2 separate regions of the Rattus norvegicus genome follow, and region 2 is linked to region 1. Evidence: chromatin contacts called from public Hi-C data. All regions are on one chromosome and are shown on one strand. The core of a region is the stretch at or near the end of the contact, and the rest is flanking DNA. Distances in the headings are between cores, read along the strand shown.

Region 1 (5,910 bases), core at 2,845-5,344:
GGATGAAAGTGCTGCCCCCAGACATAGTTTTACATTCTTTTGATGAAACCAATCCTCAGAGGGGAAGTCCTGACTGAAGTGGCATGTCACCTTGTCCTCGTGTGGATTGTTCACCTGGATCTCAGGACATCTATCACCAGCGAGGTGTTGACTAATCGGGAAGTCTTTGCCCTTCACAGGACAACTGGAGACCATGCTGTGTGAAAAGGGAGCCTCTATAATACCGCCCTTCCTGACCATCACAGACTGTAGTAGTCTTGGAAGCCGGGGGACACAGCACTCAGGATCTGAAGCAAACTGATTTTAGGGCGAGCTTTTTTGGAGTGTGGTGTGGTCTCTGTCTCAAATGGAATGAATTCTGGCTTCTTCTAAAAGGCTGGCAGAATTAGATTTCTACTCTCCAACATAACAAGCAATCTTTAAAACAATAACCCATCAAGCTATCAACAACCTAGATAAATACAAATCAAGTCCCCAGGACTGGAGAGATGGCTCAGAGGTTAAGAGCACTGACTGCTCTTCCAGAAGTCCTGAGTTCAATTCCCAGTAACCACATGGTGGCTCACAACCATCTGTGATGAGATCTGGTGCCCTCTTCTGGTGTGCAGGCATACGTATAGGCAGAATGCTGTATACACAGTAAATAAATAAATCTTTAAAAAATAAACAAAACAAAACAAAACCCCAAAGCAAGTCTCTGTGGGTTACAAAGCCCAGCTTGAGTCACAGCTTTCTGTCCTTCTTGGGGCATCAGATGAAGTGTCACCACACTCATTTCAAAGACCACACTCATTTCAGAGAAGAGGAAACTGAGGTTTAGAGAAGAGAAGTGCTTGCTCAAGATGACACCTGATTAGTGAGGCAGAATGTGGCTCTGAGCCGGGTGTCCTCGGCATTGGTGAGTACACTCACTACTGAGCCACAGTGGACCCCGAAAGACCCAGGCCCAGCTCAGCACCTGTATTTCTACCTTTAGTAACAAACAGGCAACAGACAAGGCTTTGGGGAGAGAATTAATTTTCCTAACTTCCCTCCAACTGCAAGGGAGGGGAAGGGGACCTTGTGATAGCTTCCAATTTCTTTCCTTTTAAATGGCATGGACTAGACAGCAGGCACCAGGAGATACTTACAAGGATACACTGTATTCATTCCTGCTGAGGGCCAAATAGCAAGAGCTGTGTACTGGCCGGTTTTGTGTGTCAACTTGACACAAGCTGGAGTTATCACAGAGAAAGGAGCCTCCCTTGAGGAAATGCCTCCATGAGACCCAGCTGTAAGGCATTTTCTCAACTACTGATCAAGAGGGGAGGACCCAGCCTATTGTGGGTGGAGCCATCCCTGGGCTGGTGGTCTTGGGTTCTATAAGAAAGCAAGCTGAGCAAGCCAGGGGGAAGCAAACCAGTAGTAATATCCCTCCATGGCCTCTGCATCAGCTCCTGCTTCCTGACCTGCCTGAGTTCCAGTCCTGACTTCCTTTGGTGATGAACAGCAATGTGGAAGTGTAAGCTGAATAAACCCTTTCCTCCCCAACTTGCTTCTTGGTCATGATGTTTGTGCAGGAATAGAAACCCTGACACAGACAGCCAGTTACTCCCAGTTTAGAAGCATTACACTCTGGGCAGAGACCACCAGCTCGGCATGCACTGAGCCTGCCCAGAGCAGAAACCGCCTACACGGCAAGCACCATGCTACTGCTGGTGACCCATTGTTACCTCGGCAAGAGTGATCCATCTTGTTGAACTGAAAGTAGCCAGATTTGCATTGACACAGTGCGACGCCATCCAGGTCGGTGCAGATGGAGGTCTCTTTGTCACATTCTGGACTCTTCCGCTTACACAAGCTGCCCGCTGGGATGTGGAGAAACAAGGCAGTGAGACCAAACCAAACCTCGTCTTCACACATTATGACGCATGAACTTGCCATTTCAATAGGCTCAGGAGAGAGTTTCCCAGAGTCTTCTTGGAGCCACGGTCCTTTCAGAGGCCCCGCACGGTCTCTGCCTCTTATTCCCTGGTCACCACTGGTAAATAAATATTCACAAGAATTCCCTGTGGAGAAACCAAACTGAGCAAGGAAAGGGTGCTGCCCAGCCTACAAATGCAGCCTCGGCGTGATGCATTCTGTATCTTCACATTAAAGACGGGGTGTAAGGAAGGAGGGGGAGCTGGAAAAATTCCAGAAAATGTGACCATGTTCTTAGGGAGTTGAGAGCTTGAACCCATACCAACCAGTGCAGTCAGACCAGTCACGTGTGGAAACATGTCGAGCTCTGTGTGACCTAGGGGCCCAGGCCCACTCCTCGTGGTAAGGCAGCTTGCTTTGCCCCCAGTGTGTCGCCTTTGGGGGGGGGGTGTTATAGAATGAGATTTGAATGGTAATCTGATTCCCCAGGGTTGGCAGGAAGCTGTCTGTCTGTCTGTCTGTCTTCCCACTACAGTGGTAAAAAGGTTTATTCAGCACTGGATCTTCAGCCCAGTGACCAGTGAGTGGGTGAGCATATGCCGGGGTTGGGGTGGGGTTCTATTGGCCCAATCAGTCACCACACCAGCACCGGGAGAATCAGAGACAGACAAGGAAGGAGCCCAGCTTGAAGGCTTGTTTCATGCACATTACCTCAGGGTTGATAAAGAATCGGTTTATTAGTATCAAAAAGTATTGACCGCTCTGAGGCTTTATATAGCAAAGGTAACGAAGGGTACACTTTACCACGCCAGTGGGTGCACGGAGGGAACAGAACTATGAAACCAACTGGATAGTGGCAACTTATCTACACATGTCCAAGGCAGAGTAAGGCAGGTGTGTGCTTCTGCTGCTGGGGTCAACAGCAAGTTGAACCCAGGAGGAGAGCGGGGCGGGGGATGGGAAGGGCGTGAGCACTCTACAATGAAGAGTGGGTGCCAGTTTTGTAGGGATCCTCAAAGAAAAGGCCCTAAGCTCTTCGGAAGGTTCCTGTTCATTCTGCAAAATTAACCCTCGCCTGGGCAAGTTCTGCTGATGGGAGCTGACCCCAGGGCTTGATGGACCCCTGTGTGGAGTTCCCGGTATCCAGCCCCTTTGAGAGCCCTGAGAACAAGATTGTCTGCTCCCAGGGGGTGAGTTAGGGCACAGCTTTAGTTCCCAGTGCTGGATTTCCTGCCTTTATCAGAGGAAGCTGACGTGTTAAATCTGGGCTCCTTTGTTTATTGTTAAAAAAAAAAAAGTTCGTATTTAAGGGAAAACGTTTAAACGGAAAAATCTCACCAGGCAAAGTTTGCAAAGCTGGCACCAGGGAGGGACTCGGCCTCTAGGACCTCACATCTGACTTCTTTGAAGGCTTTGCCAGTCAACCAGACTTAGAGAGAAACACCTCCAAGCAAGAGTGTCCAGACCATCCTAGGCTGGGAAAGGCCCGCTCTGGTTAGGTATTTTCTGGAAGTTTTCCTTCCATCCTGTCCACCGATCTAGGCTGCTAGCAAATATTCATTCCCATGACAAAGCAACCAGTTCCCTCCCTCCACCAGATTTCTGTTTGAACAGGGAGGGCGGGCCCTACCCCTCCAACCAGGAGCAGCTTTCCTCCGGCTTCTCAAAGAACCTGTCTCGTAAAGCCACCCAACAGGACCACGCAGAATCTCACTTAAATCGATTCTCAGGGATGTGAATCTTCTGCACTCGTAATTCACATGGTCTTCCCTGGGCATAACATCCGTCAAAACAGACAAAGAACGTTCACAGGAGCCAAGGCTGAGGCAATGAAGGGGGATTTCCAACGTCTCCAAATCCCAGGAGACCACGAGGACTAAAGAACTCTGAAAGGAGGGAGGTGGACATTCTCTGAGCTGAGGGAAGAAAGCCCTCCTTGTCAGGAGCAATGTCCAGAGCACCTGGTGCTGCCCAAACGCTGGAAACCCAGAGGTGTAGAGGAACTGCTGCTCTAGCATCCTCTCTAGCTCCAGAAACATTACCAAGAGCTAGAGCCAGACCCCTTGGCAAAACCCAGAGAAGGTCTGGAGGAAAAACTGACGGGAGCCTAATTTCGGCTAATGTGCATGGAGGTCTTTATGCTCAAGGGACTGGAAGGAAGCAGTTCTCCTTATGGGGACAAGAGTCTTCCTATAAGCCACATGGGGGCAGTCCAGGCAAGGCAGCTGGGTGAGCAGGCCCTCCTGCTAGGGCGGGCTCTTGAGAATCCACATAATCTTGCCAACTTGATCTGGAAAGCACAGATGCATGAGCTGGCAACAGAAAAGTACCCTGGTCCAGTGCTGAGCACACCGAAGGCAGTCTAGGAACGGTAAGCAAACTGAAGAGTGCCTACTTCGATGGGAGGAAAAATGGTACCCTGGAGCCCTTGGCAAGAGAAACAAAACCAGAGATACAACCAGAGAGCCTTGACGTTTCTAGCACTCTAGAACAGGGCATGAACTTTGAAACAAGATACTCCAACTCTGTCATGTTTGGTCCATTTCCCCCCCAGTTAACTAAGTAGCCAGCCCCCAGAGCCTATCTCATGGTGAAAAGATAAGTGTCAGCTCCCGAACTCTGCAGTGCACTTGTTCACACAAGGAAAGCTCTGGACCAGCAGTTCCAACATCCTGACCCACCGGGAATGGCCGAGACCAACCAGCGGGTATGGTACCAAAACCTGATACCTTCAATTTATGTCTAACATCTGGATGCCAGATGAGGAGGTTTAGCCTAAGCCCTCAGTCAGTGGTACAATGAGCTAACCAGAGTACATTTTGATCACCAAGAGGGACAAGCCCGCTATGCCTAGGGACACTTCTCATTCCAGCAAGTTTTCCTCTCTCAGCTATAAAGCTATCCCTGAAAGATAGCAGGCATGTCTTCCAGACGAGTACTGAATCACCTTCCTCACTGACCTTACCCTAACGCAGGGCAAGAGCCTCTGAGCAAACAAGAACCAGGGAAGGGAGAGTCCCATCATGCACTCCTGGGAGCATCCTGCCTCGCACCATCTCAGTCATTCCATGCTTTTATGATAGAAGACAAACGAAAGAGAGGTAATATTGCATGTTCTTTGTCTTTTCTTAGTCATCACTATATAAAGATTGTTGGATCATTGTCAACCTTACAGACTCTATATGCCACTTTGTGTCTCCCCAGGAAATAGGAGTAACAACTTTTTTGTTCCATCAGCTCCTGTAACTTCTTCCCCTCACCCTGACACTGTATAGAAGAAACAGACGGAGTCGGATGTCGAGGAGCGAGGCTCTAAAAGCCATGTGCAGGCAGATGTGTGCATCTGAGTGTCGTGAAGGGTTGTGCTTAGACATCCTAAAGACAGGCTCTGTGAAGGAGCTTCCCTGGGCCTGAGCCCCAAATGCCTCCCATCTCTAAGTCTATGCCTGCTTGCAAGGGCAGGTTCCCCCCTAGAGACTCTCTCCTTACCTCGAAAGACCCGCTTCTGAGACCCCAAGAGCTGGCAGACTTCAGCAGAGGACCTGCAGGAGTTGACGTATTTCTGGATCCTGTCAGCCAGGTCAAACAGCGTCACATTGGAGGCCAGGACAAAGGTGGTTTGTAGTGAGATGACCACTGTACTGGGCTCTCTGTGGGCAAAGTAAGCAAGGTCTTAACTGACTTGAAATGGCATGTGGGTCCCAGGCAGTCTGCAAAATAGATTTTACTGCCATTCTCCTTGGAAAGAATAGGAGAACAGAAAGGCCCAGTGACTGTGGCCTTGGGTTACCCCGTATATTAGCTGTAAAACAGAGACTGGCTTTATTTTGATCACCCATTTGGGGACAGCACCACTCCTCCCTCACTCCCCATTCCATAGACCAGTTCATAAACCAAAGGAAGTCTGTTTCTCACCTAGACGCCCCGACTGTAGTTCGGATATAACCAGGCAATGTTGAAAAACATACGTTCAACTGAAATGAAGAACCGGGTTGTCAGACAAAAATC
Region 2 (6,814 bases), core at 1,327-3,826, 190 kb after region 1:
TCTGGTTTGATTTACTTACATGTGGATATGGGTAACACAACACATGTGCACGGAAAGGGGAGGGAAGAAGGGACGGAAGAAGGGAGGGACGAGGAGGAGACGCGGTTGTTATCCAAGGCTGTGCCGGTCCACAGACGCAGTACTGACTTGGGGTAGGTAGGATGCACGATCTGATTTCCCAGGGACCCATTCCCCCTCGCCCACTCTTTCATCAAATACTCGGTGCCTCCTTAAGCACCTCCACTCCTTGCAAACAAGAAAATCCAGGAGGAAGACGTTCAAAGCCACAGCTTCTCCCAGCTGTAACCCTTCTTCCTTCCTTCTGCCCAAGAAGGTCTGACTGAACTTGCAACCGGTCTCCACCCAGGGCCGGGCCCTCTGTGAAGGCATTGTGAAACCCTTTGCCAGCAGAGCCTGTGCAGACAGAATACCTGAGAGCCACTGCCAAAACAGGAAGGTTGGCGCCTCTCTGGGGGGAGCCCGGAGAGGATCAGCCACCCAGGTCTGCAGACAAGGGGCCAAGGGTGACCGGGACCTTTCCCTAGGGCTCTCCACACTCTGACTCCTTCATTTGCTCACTGAACAGAGAGTCTCAAACCCTGCCCCAGGCCCTGGCCTGGTGCTGGGTGACACAGATGTGACAGACATCTATTGCCATCCCCCAGAGCATTCATGTTGTCATGACAAGCCACCTAAGGGACGATTCCAGCAACTGGGACTCCTCTGAAGCCCCACCACTTCAGTCCCACTGCGACGCCCCAGCAGTGTGCCTCAGATCACTGTCAAAGCAAACGAGGGTTATGGAGAGAGGGAGGCAAGGCAAGGGCATCTAGGCAGGCCCAACTTCATCCCTCCCTCAGCATCCATGAGCTTCCAGAGTCTGGCCCAGTGTCTGTAACAAGGGCTTGTCCTACAGGTCCTCTGTGGCTGGTGGCCTCTGCTCCAACATAAATGAATGAATACACTCTTCGAGTCTACACTTGATCTTAGCCAAGAGGCGGAAAAGCAATACTCCTCGTGTCTAAGTCGTCCACGATGCCTGCTTCCAAACCATCCAACACTGCCCATTTCCTTTGTCCACAGGTGTCAAGTCTTCCGCTAAGCACACTGACATATATATTTAGCAGTAAAATTTTTAGTATACCAAGAGGATTTAGGACAGCAATAGGAGTAATCTGGGCTAAGCCAAAAACTACCATATACCGGCTCCTTCCAAGGTCCCACCATAAAGACAGAAGGAAAGAAAACCAGAAAGGGAGGGAGCTGGGATGCAGATCAGGCACAGGGAGAGATAGCGGAGAAATAGAAAACAGGAAAATAATAATAACAACAGCAGCAGCAATGTCTTGCTGGCACACCCTTTAATCCCAGCACTCAGAAGCAGAGGCAGGCAGATCTCTCTGAGTTCAAAGCCAGCCTGATCTACAGAGTGTAAATCCAGACCCAGCTAGGGTTACACAGTGAGACCCTGTCTCAACAATAAAGATTATATGTCATTCCCCTTTTACCGCCGCCTCAAATCCTGCCGGTTTGCTGCCCAGACCCAGCTGCGCTCCTTGACTATTCTCAGCCGGCATACTTAGTCGGGAACGCTCGGGGAATGGCGGAAATGCTCACCCACGCTGAGGTGGGGCTGCCCTCGGCCCGCAACGCAGAGGACCACGGAGCCACCTGCCCCATCGCCCTGCTTTCCAGGGAGAAAGCAGCTGCTGGAGGACCCAGGGGTGAGAGGCAGGCTACATGGGGAGTGGCCCGGGGGGGGGGGTTGGGAGTGGGGCGTGGAGGGGGAGAGAGAGAGAGAGAGAGAGAGAGAGAGAGAGAGAGAGAGAGAGAGAGAGAGAGAGAGAGAGAGAGAGAGAGAGAGGCTTTGTGAGTACTTTGTGCGTCGAGTGGTTTGGAATGAAGATTGGCATCTTGCTCTCGGAGCACTCCAGGCCAGTGGGTTAGGGTGCGCTCTATCGCCAGGTCTCTGTGAGCCTGAGCACTGGGAGCCACGGTCTTTGTCCCACACTGCGCCTCACTGCCCATCTCTGAAGAAAGCAGTATGGAGGCCCATGTGAGCAGAGGACACTGGGCAGGGATTCCCGACCCCGAGCAGTTTGAAAATACAGATGGACAGTCTCCACCCAGAGGTTTAGCACTAAACCAGGGCTTAGGATTTTCCCCGCTTCCCTCAGGCTGGCACTGCTGGGGGCAGGCAGGGTTCAGGGCTGGAGTGAAAGTCAGGGCCCTCGTTGAAAGTGCTCTTTGCCTCTCTCTGCTGGACCAGCCGGGAGCTAGCTGCATGGAGTTCTCAGACACAACTTCCCCTCTCCAGGCTGCTGTTTTGGCATCCCTGAAATCACCCTGCCCGGGCCTGTCCAGTGTCACTTGAGAGTGTGTGTATGACAGTCCTTGCTGAATAAAATGTAAATACCGGCTCTGGAGAAGCAATCCACACACCGGAGTGGGCGTTTCCTCCTAGGACTGAGGAAGGGTAAAAGGGCTGATTGAGTGAGCTGCCCTGGGACAAGGTCTCCTGCCCAGAGGCCCCGAGAACATAGACTGCAACTCCACACAGAGGCCACGGAGGGCACTGCAAGGCCCTTCAGGCAGGCCTGCCCCACAGCCAGGAAACCACTTGGAGACAAAGCACGCAGAGTTGATGTCGACCACAAGGGGCAGGAGCTGGGCGGGAAGGTGATGTCACAGCGGTAACCTGGCCCCTGTTCCCATTCGAGGACTGAAGAGGGGAGCTAGAGATAGGGTGCAAGACAGGAGTCCCACAGTAAGGGCATGGAGTCCTCCCTCACGGTTGCCACAGACAAGCCAACTGCACTGCAGGGACAAAAAAGGCCATGCAGTCTGGCTACCTTTTACTTCGTGGGCTCTCTCCATACAAATATGTACTGCCTGTCTCCGTAAGCCAGTGCCTTCCTAGTCACCGTGTGGGCTGACTCCTACCTAGCTCGAGGAGCAGCCAGAATGTTCATGTTCACCGGGCTCTATGGGTTGGAGTTCATGCATGTTCTACAAACCTAGGCAAAAGTCATAGGGCAAAGGCCTTTGGCAGGAACCTAAGTCTGTTAACTCCCAGATTTTGCGCCTCTCTGCCGAACCAGCAAGGGACTGACCTCAGAGGCCTGGGTTCCTAGAAACTACTCCTCTCTCCAGACTGCGGCTTCTGCATCTTTGAGGTGAGAAGTATCCCTGCCCAGCATCTGTCACTGTGGTTTTGCTTCAGTGGACGTAGTGTCGGGCTTCTTTCTAAATAGTTACGTGCATAGATCAGTGCTGCCCATAATCTTGGTCAGAGGCTCACAATCGGTCAAAGTCGTAACTGACTACCCAGTTATCTATCAGCTCTAAACGGGACAGTTTACGCGAACTCCATCCCACCCTCAAGGCTCAGACACCATCTCAGATGAGGCAGAAAGAATGTGAGAACCCAGGTGTGGGAGGAGCGCTGTGGCCGCTGTCCTCTGGACACGCCATGGTCGATACACTCAGGAACCCACAGCAGCTATGGTCACCTGCAGAAGGCCAGGCCTACACAGTCAGGAGTCGACACTCAGTGGAAAGTAACAACCGGCGTCAGTGGGTTACCAAAGCAACAACGAAACCCAGAGCGGATGTGAGGGTGGAGCGAAGATGTGTTGGGGATGTTAGGGGAGAAGAAGGGGTGTTGGAGGTGGATATGACCAAGACATATTGCTTACACATGTGAAACTGTCAATGAAGAAAAGATAATTTTACTTTTAGAAGATGTATCACAACTTTTTAAAGTAAAAAAAATAAAATAAAGATAATAAACGGAGGGCCCGAGTTCATTTGATTTTAATTCGAGGTGGTGTGTGGACCATAGGAATTAGCAATATGGGAGCTGGGGTGGAGAAATCTAGGGAGGCAGATGAAGCAGGGCAGCAGCAATGATGAGGAAGACATCAAAGAGTGCTCACCAACAGCAGAGAACTGAGCCCGTGACCCCCTGCTCACAGCAGAGAACTGAGCCCTGTGCTCCCCTTCTCACCAACAGCAGAGAACTGAGCCCCGTGCTCCCCTTCTCACCAACAGCAGAGAACTGAGCCCCGTGCTCCCCTGACCATATGAGGACTAGGGAGAACAAGAAGAGATAGCAAAGGCATTATTTCACAGAATAAATGAGAAATGGCGATTTCAAATTGGTACACATGACCAATGTGCAAAAATAGAGTCCAGGGTCATGTTGAAACCCAGGCATGGCAAGATATGCCTTTAGTACCAGAAACTGGGAGGTGGAGGCAGGAGGATCATTAAGTTTCAGACGATCCTTGGCTATAGAATGAGTTCTTGGTCTGACTGGACTATAGTGAGACCCTGAAAAAAACAAAACAAAACAAAAATGAACTAACAAATGGGAATCAGAGTTGAGCAAATGTTCTGTGGAGATTAAGAGCTCAACAGAACCTCAGATAGAGCAGTTTCAGCAGAGAGCAGAGGCAGGCAAGCTCGCTGGAGTCTTTTCTAGCTCCCACACTGTGACTCTGCCCTCCACCAGCCAAACACAAGGCCCCAGCCTCACAGAGCAGCTTCTGCCGGCTGGATTCAGCATGAGACCAGCCTGTCCCGGGCCCTGCTGACTGACTCAGACACCATGTGTGCAATGCAGACTGTGAAGTGCGGCGTTTGTCACAGAAGCTTGGCAAATGCTTGCCAGGATAACCAAGGGATTATGTTCAGAGACTCGCAATTTCATTTTAAAGTGTAGAAGCTAGCGTTAAAATGTACCACATGTCACTCCATCTTCTAAAATATATTTTCTCTATATTTGCCTGACTTTCATGGCAGGAAGAGCATTTTGTATGACACTCGTCTTATATAAATGTGAATCTGAGCCCGCAGCAGGCATTTTAGGAGCTCTAGGACAAATGTTTGAGAGTGTCATGTCTAAACTGCCTGCTGTTCATCTTCGTGCAGTGTCACACTGTGTCGTAGGTGGTGGTGTGTGCTTTGGGAACACAGGACAGGATGTGGAGAAGGAAAGAGGATCCTTGCTGTCAGCCTACATGGGAAACAACCTGGTGGCGAGGGACAGAGGCGGTGAGGAAAGCCATGACAAAGAGAATATGACACACAGAGACATCTTGAGATGGAGGGATATAGCATGTGCCCACATGCACACACTCGCAGTTTAAAATTTAAAAAAAAAATTAAGTGACAAACATTTAAATCTCATATCCAGCTCTTAAAGCTATCAATTATCCCCAGGAATTGTTGACCCCCGGATCCTGGGGCTGCAAAAACCTGCAAATCCCACTCAATCCTGCTCTTTGCCACACACACCTGTGATGCAGCTTAATTTATAAAGTAGTCATGGGAAAAGGCTAAACAACAACAAAGCTGAATAATTGGGAACCTTATGACCTGTTTGTGACGGTCGGTGTGTTATTTCTCCAGTTTTCCATTTAATATTTCTTGGTGGTCACCTAAACTGCAAAAATTTCAATGTTTTTAAAGAAGGATTGCTACAGTCAGAATTTAAGGGTGAAAGAGAAGAGGAAGAAGAAGAAGAAGAAGAAGAAGAAGAAGAAGAAGAAGAAGAAGAAGAAGAAGAAGAAGAAGAAGAAGAAGAGGAAGAGGAAGAGGAAGAGGAAGAGGAAGAGGAAGAGGAAGAGGAAGAGGAAGAAGAGGAGGAGGAGGAGGAAGAAGAACAAGAACAAGAACAAGAAGAACAAGAACAAGAACAAGAACAAGAAGAAGAAGAAGAAGGAGGAGGAGACGAGGAGGAGGAGGGGGAGGAGAAGGAAGAAGAGAAGGAGGAGGAGGAGGAAGAGGAGGAAGAAAGCTGGTTGTGTGGATATGAGGGTATGTACCTACATACCTGTAGTTCCAGCTCGTTGAAGCAGGAGATCATGAAATCAAGGCCAGCCTGATAAAAGTCTCAGTTAAACACATACAAAATAGGAAAAATGTGAAGGTGGGAGGAAGAGACTATAAAAGAAACACCTGTAACCCCCAAATCGAAGGGGACAAGCTGACACATTTTGTTGCTGCTGCTGCTGTTCTTGTTATTATAGGTGAGATGGCTCAGTGGTTAAGACTGACTGCTCTCCCAGAGAGCCCAAGTTCGGTTCTCAGACCCCACATCACATGGTGGCTCACAACCATCTGTAACTCCAGCTCTAGGGGAACCTGTCGCTCTTTCCTGTATTCTATGGGCGCCCGCAGGCAGGCTCACAGATACACACATACACATAATTTACAGTTGTTTAATCTAACAGTGTTTGTTATGGGATTACAGAGCATTGTGGGTAGAGAGGAGACATTTAACACTTGGAGAAGAGCAGGTCCTCTCCTAAGTTAAGCGTGGGCATCACGACAGCACAAATACCTGATAACGTCGGGTGTGAGACAGTGAAGCAAACGTCTTCACAATTCTATTCCAAAGCACTTTCAGCTTAGGATTTTTATCCAATGTCGATCACAGCTGAAGGCAGAGAAGTGACATTTTCTGGGACCTACAGGATAGGGCCCAGGCTCTAGACAGAGAGATAGGGAGCTCCAGCACACCAGCTGGGACCCAAAACAGAGATCACCTCTCTAGGAAAAGCAAAGAGAGGCTCCCACAGGGGAGGGGGACAGCACCGGTGGCATCTGGAAGCTCTGTAGAACATTTTCTACACAGTGAGTGGCCACAGAAAATAAAGCAAATCAAAAGTGATGTTGCGTATTGGGGTGAATGGCACCCCCAAAGGTATGTTCTCACCCTAGATCTAAGACCCTGCAAATGTGATCTCACTTGGGAAAAGGGTCTTCACAGACGTCCCTAAGGATCTCCACATGAGATCAGTCCCGA

Evidence for each region. Hi-C and Micro-C count contacts between places; a contact is called where the count stands out from the background.
Region 2: a Hi-C map of psoas muscle shows a contact between it and region 1, with 2.1 times the contacts expected there. The contact joins two enhancer-like sites. A contact is called at or near these places in 7 of 12 Hi-C or Micro-C datasets (the A7r5 cell line, the Rat2 cell line, Schwann cells and 4 more) and 1 of 1 datasets of contacts at active chromatin or transcription factors (oligodendrocytes).

The regions. Positions count from the first base shown.
Region 1 is chr11:80,540,222-80,546,131 of GRCr8, forward strand. Heg1 (heart development protein with EGF-like domains 1) reads right to left here. Exons shown (of 18, transcript NM_001427854.1): 11 at 5,818-5,876; 12 at 5,392-5,552; 13 at 1,713-1,847. Among named protein-coding and RNA genes, the nearest start is that of Heg1, 57 kb to the right of the region's middle. Within about 2 kb of position 4,095, at least 3 of the 93 cell types and tissues checked have an H3K27ac peak or open chromatin away from gene starts, as enhancers often do.
Region 2 is chr11:80,726,800-80,733,613 of GRCr8, forward strand. The region is part of intron 4 of Slc12a8 (solute carrier family 12, member 8); the gene reads right to left. Among named protein-coding and RNA genes, the nearest start is that of Slc12a8, 41 kb to the right of the region's middle. Within about 2 kb of position 2,577, at least 47 of the 93 cell types and tissues checked have an H3K27ac peak or open chromatin away from gene starts, as enhancers often do.